2 separate regions of the Callithrix jacchus genome follow, and region 1 is linked to region 2. The links are chromatin contacts, called in public Hi-C maps. All regions are on one chromosome and are shown on one strand. The core of a region is the stretch at or near the end of the contact, and the rest is flanking DNA. Distances in the headings are between cores, read along the strand shown. Region 1 overlaps CIPC (CLOCK interacting pacemaker). Region 2 has its middle 96 kb from the start of LRRC74A.

Evidence for each region. Hi-C and Micro-C count contacts between places; a contact is called where the count stands out from the background.
Region 1: a contact with region 2 is called in a Hi-C map of skeletal muscle, with 3 times the contacts expected there. The contact joins two enhancer-like sites. A contact is called at or near these places in 2 of 3 Hi-C or Micro-C datasets (both in skeletal muscle).

Annotation. Positions count from the first base shown.
Region 1 is chr8:111,993,265-111,997,287 of calJac240_pri, forward strand. All of the region lies in intron 1 of CIPC (CLOCK interacting pacemaker), which reads left to right. Among named protein-coding and RNA genes, the nearest start is that of IRF2BPL, 37 kb to the left of the region's middle. Within about 2 kb of position 1,522, at least 6 of the 16 cell types and tissues checked have an H3K27ac peak or open chromatin away from gene starts, as enhancers often do. A contact at or near this core is called in skeletal muscle, where this site is marked.
Region 2 is chr8:111,848,599-111,852,695 of calJac240_pri, forward strand. No RefSeq gene overlaps it. Among named protein-coding and RNA genes, the nearest start is that of LRRC74A, 96 kb to the left of the region's middle. Within about 2 kb of position 1,418, at least 14 of the 16 cell types and tissues checked have an H3K27ac peak or open chromatin away from gene starts, as enhancers often do. A contact at or near this core is called in skeletal muscle, where this site is marked.

The DNA of each region.
Region 1 (4,023 bases), core at 272-2,771, 140 kb after region 2:
CAGCAGGGAAGACAAAGGAATACACATGTGCCAGATAAGGGGCTGTTGGTTGTTTTAGGGCCAACTATGAGGGCTCCCAGTGCTTTGTATCAAGAATGACTTCCTTTTATTTATTTATTTTTGAAGTGGAGTCTTGCTCTGTCACCAAGCTGGAGTACAGTGGCGCAATCTCGGCTCACTGCAACCTCCTCCGCCTGGGTTCAAGCGATTCCCCTGCCACAGCCTCTCGAGTAACTGGGATTACAGGCATGCATGAGCCACCACACCCAGCTAATTTTTTGTATTTTAGTAGAGACGGGGTTTCACCATGTTGGCCAGGATGGTCTCGATCTCCTGACTTTGTGATCTGCCCACCTCGGCCTCCCAAAGTGCTGGGATTACAGGCGTGAGCCACCTCCCTCCAAGAATGACTTCCTTTTTAAGGGTCTCTTGTAGTGAGAAAGAAATCAAGAGAAACCATAATTGGCTTGAGAGACTCAACATTGGCTTTGCCCACAGTTACTATTGAACACCACAGTAGAACTTGCTGGTAGCTGAGCACACGCAGGGCACAGCCACTAGACAGCGTGCTTATCCATCTCACTTCTTCCTCTTTCCAGCCATCCCGCCTCTCCATAATGTTTTTCACAAGATGATCAGAGACCCAGAGACCTGAAGAAAAAGGGGACAATGGGGATTGGAGGCCATAGGCTTTAGGGAAAGGTAGGGAGCAAAAAACAGAGCATTTGCAAAGCCCTGTCCCTGTTACTTTCCTCCCCAGTCTCCACCACCCAACTGGCATGTGAACTTCTTCCTGTATACAGCTCTGAGCAAAGCACCATATGGCAGTTTCATCAGGCCCACGGCCTGGTTTCCATCCAGCCCACTCTAATTTCCTCCCAGCCGTGGATCTGCAGAAGAACCCATCCTGTGGAAGGAGCTCGGAGGAAGAAAAAGAACAATAACAGTAAAGACGTACAGAGCACGAACCACAGCAGGGAGCTGTTCTGATCGTGTGTATGATGCGTGCAACAGCCCTAGCAATCATCACTATTAGCATCCCCATTTTATAGATGAAGAAACTGGGAGACAGATGTTCCGAGACATTCTCAAGGTCACATGGCTAGTGATGACAGAGCTGGGATGGGAGCCATGTTAACCATCAGATTTCGCTGACTCGCTGTCATAGGAAACCCAATCTTGACTAAACGATGTTGGCAGGAAGGGCTAAGAGCTTGGAAGAAGGGGTCCTCCTGATCTGGCTGGGACAGAGTGATGCCAGCAAAAAAGGGCAGTGAATCCATGAGGAGGGGAGGGGAGGGATGGGGTCAAGGCCTGGCTGACCTGACTCCAGCAAGCAGGGTCTGAGCTCCATAACTGGAGGTGTCAGGGAAGCATACAGAGGACTGGGAAGCAAGAAGATCCCTGGAGGGGCCCCTGCAGAGTAGTGGTCAGGGAGGGCTGGGGAGCCCCCAGGAGCCCTGGGAGCTTGTCCCTCTTTGGACTTCCTTCCGTGGCTAGGTTCTCTGCTCATCAGCAGTAAAGGGTAAGCATCCTCTCTGAACCCTGCGGAGCAGCAAGGCTGCACTGAGGCATCGTAGGAATGAGCGGCCCTGGGTGTGGAAGGACCTGGGTACGGGTCTCAGCTCCATATCTTCCAGCTGTGTGGCCAGGTCACACCTGTCACTCCCAAGTCTGTGAGCCTCATCTATAGGGCGGTCAAGGGATGTGAATAGGCTGAAGTATCAGGAAACCAACAGGGCTCCTCGCACAGAAGAGATGTATTGTCCATGATCATGCCCCCGGCCCCCATTCTTCCTTCTAGAACAAGAAAGAAGTAAAGGATCCCCGGGCAGTGGAGGCTGGACCCTTGGTAGGCTTGGCAGCCACACAATCTCTAGAATAGAAGGGCTCCTTCCACAGAGCAGAGTCCTAGAGGGTCATAGCTGTTGCCCTAGGCCTGGCAGGACAAGGGAGGCAGGGCCAGGCCAGATAGAGAGTTAGAGGACCCTAGGTTGGCACTGTGGACTGTCGTGCCCTGGCTCCTTTAGGATTCACAGGCCAGAGTGGTGGATATAGCCTAGTCCTCACTGCTGGAGACCCCACACCACAGTGGAGTCTGCACCAGGTGCACAGGCAGGAGGCAGAGCCATGCTTGCCCCTTTCTGGCTCCCTGGGATGCTAGAGGTAGCATCCTGCCAGCAAGCTGGTGGGTGCAAGAAGAAGGAGCTTTATTTAATGTAGCTACACCCCTTCTTCCCCCTCAGCTTTTGGGCTCCTTCCCCTGCTGCCGACCCACATGAGGGGCTTCTCACCCCAAGGCTCCCTGTATAGTGTCCCCTGGATGACCTGGCCACCAAAGTCCCACACTCAGATCACAAGGCCAGGATGTGCATAGGATGCTTTGGGCCTTCCAGTGCAGCAGGGACCTTTTGATGTGGGTCCAGGCAATGCCCAGCTCTCCTGCCTGGGGCTCCTTCTTGGAGAGTAAATGGGAAGGAACTTTGGAGGGAGCTGCTCTCTGCAGGAGATGATTAAAAAATGGGAATTTGGGGAGGGCCCTGATGGATGAGGGAGTCAGGCAACAAGCAAAGAAGAAAGGAGGGAAGTTTCTTTTTCTTTTTTTATTTTTACACATTATTTTTCCCTGCCTAGGGAAAAAAAGGTGAGCACAGAGGTAAAGAGAGAAGAAAAGTGAGCTGTGTGTGGTGGCTCACGCTTGTAATCTCAGCACTTTAGGAGGCCGAGGCAGGTGGATCACTTGAGGTCAGGAGTTTGAGACCAGCCTGGCCAATATGGTGAGACCCCATCTCTACTAAAAATACAAAAATTACCTGGGTGTGGTGGTGCATACCTGTAGTCCCAGCTACTCAGGAGGCAGAGGCGGGAGAATCGCTTGAACAGGGAGGTGAAGGGTGGAGTGGGCTGAGATCATGCCACTGCACTCCAGCCTGGGCAACAGAGCAAGACTCAGTTTCAAAAAAAAAAAAAGAAAAAGAAAAATGAAAGGTTTCTTTTGTGTCTAGTATCTCTGCTTTCCCCAGCAATAACCTATATGAGCAGTTTGCTCTGTATCATCCCAGACTATTTCTGGGCATTTACATGCATAATACATGCACATACCCAGGGGGACGATGTCAAGATCTTTGTCTCGCTTTGATTTTACATGAAGAGGATCGTGCTGACCACACTGCTTTGCAACTTTCCCCACAACTGTATATCCTGGACATTTTCTCATGTCAACAAATATAGAACATCCTCTTTTTTTTTTTTTTTTTTTTCTTTTTCTAGAGATGTGGTCTCACTCTGTTGCCCAGGCTGGAGTGCACTAGTGCAATCATAGCTCACTGCAACCTCAACCTCCTGGGCTCATGCAGTCCTCCTGCCTCAGCCTCATGAGTAGCTGGGACTACAGGTGTGCACCACGACACCTGGTGATCCTCATTCATTTTTTTTTTAACCTCTACCTAATATTCCATAAGTGGCTGTAACATGGTTGATTCAACCACGCTTCTCCCACTCAGGGTCCCAGCTCTAGGGGGCATGGGTCAAAAGATTTTCACGGTAAATGGTGCCTCTGCACAATTCCAGGGGATGCCATCCACACCCAGAATGCGGCAGCTCTGCCAGATGAACAGATAAGGCGGCTCCAGTTTCTGCCATGCAAACAATTCTGCACCGAGCATGCTCACCCGTCTCTTTGTGCACATGTGTGCATGGTTCTCCAGGCATTGATGCTTCAGGATGGAGCTGGCGGGGCATGCGTCCTACATTTCAGGGACCCTGCCATGGTGTGGGAGGACAGCCTAGGGTTCCTAAGCCCCCTCAGCCTCTGCTGAACCAGGTTGCCGAGCATACATCCATCATGTGGCTGCTGGCTGGGCCGCTGCTTCCAGGAAATCGATTGCAAAGACCTGCAATTGTCAGTGGCTCACACACTGGAGGCCATCCAGGGAGTAGATTAAATTGTGTGAGAAAATCGTACAGGGCTCAAGACTGATTATAATGGAGACTCCTTGGTGATCCTTCTGGAGAATTTAAAAG
Region 2 (4,097 bases), core at 168-2,667:
GTTGGCTCCGTGCTGGCCCGGGGCCTGCCTGTCCCTCCACCCCTTCAAGAACCGGTGACAAACAACCTTGCCTGGTGCCCAAGTGCCTGCCAAGCCCTGTCATATTAAAACACTGGAAGACTCAGCAAGGAGTCCAATTTCAGCCCAGCAGGTGGGGAAACCAAGGCAGTAAGAGCCCAATGTGACTAAGGTCACACACAGCACTGGCTACAAGGCCCTGGAGGCTGGGCATCCAGAGCTGCATGCTAAGCACTGAGCACCCCACACTCACCCCAGCCAAGGCTCCGCCCAGCACAGAGGAGGAACAAACACCTCCCACATCATTCAACAGCAGAGCCCAGAGAAAGACCCAGCGCTTCTCCTCCAAGAATGCCATCACTAGTCTCCTCTCTCCCCAGGAGGGAAACAGAGGCACTGAGTCTCCCTGGAGCCTCTTCGGCAATCAGTTCCAAGCCAGGCAGACTGATCTCAAGCAGCTCCCAGTTGAGTGACTGAAACACCAGACATCAAAAACTTGGCAGGCCTGGGGAGAAGGGAAGATTAGATCATTACAGCAGAATGAAGCAAACCAAAAATCCAGAGAGGGCAGGAGGGACAGAGGCCAAGAATGTTTCAAGGCAACCTGAAACTCCTTCAGATGAGAGCAGGCACAGCAGCAACTTCCCCTACTGCCAGGAAAGCCTGGCAAGTCTCAGCTTATTTTCGGGTGGAGTGGGGGTGTGCGGGCCCATACACGTGCGCCCGGAGGTGATGGGGACAGGAAGTGTGTTCTGGTCCTCCATGTGCACACACATTTGGACACATAAACGCCCATGCACAGGTGTCCAGGCCAGGCGTGTAAGCCCCCAGGAGTGCATGTGTGTGTTTGCGTGCAGTCTACAAACATGTTTTCACAAAGCTCAAGAAGAAGCAATCAGTCATCTCCAAGGAATCTTAGCAACAGCCATCCCCAGAAAAGGCTCCTGCCAGCTGGGGCAGCGATGAGTCAGCAGAGGCGGTGTGGGGGAGGTGGAGACGAGGCGGCCTCCAGGCCCTGGAGCAGCCTCTCCCTTCTCCTGGGAAGGCCTCCAGACCCGGCCTGGTCACCGCCTGGGTCACTGCTTTGGCACTGACGTCGGAGAACACATTCCTGGAACTGGCCGGCACAGGCGGCTGGAGGGTTTTTCCCTCCTCCTCTCTCTCCCTCTCACCCTCCCGTCCAGCCCCACACCCGCCCTTTTATTTTTCCTTCTTGCTGCAAAACCAAAACACCACGTTCACGAGTTCAGGCGCTGTGGCCAAGTGGCAGGAGCTGGCGGAGGAATTGGGAAACAGGAGCTGCCTGTCCCAAGCAGGTCAAGGGATGAGGACACCTCTGGCCAGGCCAGCCGCAGAGAGGGCCCTGCTAGGGCAGGCTGAGCCCTGCTTAAGTCCTGCAGGGCAAAAGTGTCATTGCCTAGGGCTCCAGGGAAATGGAGTTCAAGGTGGCAGTTCCCAAAGAAATGGCCTGTGTCTCTCTGCCACAGTGGCAGGGCCTGAGGTCATTAACAGAGCATGGCGGCTGGAAGGTAATCCAAGGAGCAGAGAGCCACGATGATTAATCATGAATCCGGTGCCTGAGTGCATAAGCAGTCTTCACAGCCACCTCAGGGTAGAACTGTGTCCTTGTACAGACAGGGAAGTGAAGGTGTGGGCAAGTGAAGGAATCTGGCACAAGGGCACGCAGCATGCTCTTAGCCAAGGAGCTTGATGGAATTAACCCAGCTGGGAGCTGACTTGGGGCTTTCACTGATGGGCCACCCTGGCTTTTCTCCTTGGGCTGCAGCTACAGTGCCAGGATCGCAGCACCCACAAAAAATTAAAAAAAAAAAAACAACAAAAAAGGGGCGAGTGCTGAATCCTATCTCTCCCCGACCCGCATGCAAACAGATCAGGGAGAAGAGCCATCTGCAACCTCAGCAGCGGAGGTGGTGGCAGCGGCGTGGCAGGCGGCGGCAGCAAGGGCAGTAACAGCCCAGCCCAGCCCAAATCCCTGGCCTCTTTACTGGAGGCAGGAAATGAATAAAAGCTAAATGAGTTTGAAAATGCCAGGAGGCAGTGTTTATCCCCTTCCCCCACCCCCTCCCCCTGGCAAGGACCGCGTATAGTTACAGTTTAATCTTGGAAATGCCAGACAGCTGTTCCCCGTTGCTAAGAGACTGGCCCACATTATGCAGATGTCAGGGACCTCAAATGTCTGCCGGAAATTACAGATCATGTTGGAAGAGCAGAGGGGCCTTCTCTTGACTGGGGAAGCGCAGCGGGAGACCCCTTGGCTGGATGGCAGAAATAAGGGGCCCACCCTTTCTGGGTTTCTTCCGAGGCTCTGAGGCTCCAGCCTGTCCTGCCTCCCAGCTCCCTGATGCCTTGGCTCCCACCCCAGGTCCTGGCCTCCATTTTTTAGCAACTGTGCCAATGCCCATGTCCACCCCCACCATCTCTCTTCAGTCCAGTGTCCCTATCTGTCTTCCAGTCTGCCCAGCTGCTGTGATGCCACTGAGCTGGCTGGGTCCGAGCTGGGAGGAGGAGCAGACCCCACTGGAGAAGGGCAGGATTCCACTCCATGAGCCCTCTTCACCTGGAGCTGAAAATGGGATGAACTTGCACCCTCCCTGTCATCCCCACCTCATGGAAACCTAAAAGAGGGATATCACCATGGCAACTGCAGGCTACCCAAGTTGCTGCATCACTGGTCCCTAGGGAAGGGGAGCCGCCATCTGGGCAGAGGGGTGGGAGAGGAGGAGGGGGAAGCCCTTTTCCAAACTGGAACTCTAACATGAACCTTGATGGAAGGTGACAGGAGGAATTCATCAGGGCTCTGGGCTGGGAGGGAAGCAGATGCACCCCTAGCTCAGGCTGGAGAGGGGCATGGGCAGGCTGCAGGGTGGTGCCAGGGGAAGACATGGCATGCACAGTGTCTTCAGGATGACTCCCAGGTACTGTGGCGGTGGGCAAGAGTAGGCTGCGGCCAGGTGCAGAGTGGGTACTGTGTGCCTACTGATTCCCTGAGAGCCCGCAAGGTACCTTGAGGACAGAAACTGTATGTCACTACCCATGCATCCAGGTGGCATCTGCTCTCCCTATTCCCAGCTGTGTGACCTTGGCCTTCTCCAGCTGAGGAGCCTAGCCATATAAAATGAAGCCAGGTGGACTTTACATGCATGGAAGTTGGCTTTGACGATAAGAATGGTGTGCGTATGTGTCTGTGGGTGGGTGTGTGTCTGTAGGTGTGTGGGTGTATGTGGGTATATGTGTGCATGTGTGTGTGTGTCTGTATGTGTGTCTGTGTGTATGTCTGTGTGTTTGTGTGTCTGTGTCTGCATGTGTCTGTGTGTCTGCACATGTGTATATGTGTGCATATGTGTATGTGTCTGTCTGTGCATGTATGTGTGTCTGCATGTGTGTCTGTGTCTGTGAGCATGTGGCTGTGTCTGTGTGTCTGCGTGTGTATGTGCACCTGTATGTGTGTGTCTGTGCGTGTGTCTGTATGTGTGTCTGTGCATGTCTGTGTCTGTGCATATGTATGTGTGTGTGTGTCTGTGAATGTGTCTGCATGTATATGTGTCTGTGTGTCTGTGCGTGTGTATGTGTGTGTGTGTCTGTGCGTGTGTGTTTACCCATATATGAAAGCGCTTTGGAGAAAGGTTCTTGGAAGCCCCATGAAAACAGGGCCTTATTACCATCCATCTGGTCTTCCCAGAAGATGCTGAGAAGGCTGCCGGCAGGGGAACACCATTTCAGAGTTTTCTTCCCAGGTACCTGGGGCCTTCCTTCCTCCCTGCGAGAGGACACAACCCTCAAATACTGCCTTACTGACCTTGTGTCGTGACTCCTTGGGCCAACTCTCCCTCCCACCACTCCTATAGCAACTGAGATGCTGGATGGGAAAATTGAGGCACAGAGACTTCCAAGACTTGCCCAAGCCATGATAACCATTAGCTAATCCCACACTTTCCTACCACAGCCCCTGCCCTGGATTAAAACCCAGGAGGGCCACGACCTCTGTCCCTGGGGTGAGAGTTAGACACCAGGGTTCCTCTTCTTATTAGCTATGTGAGCTTGGGAAAATAACTAAATCT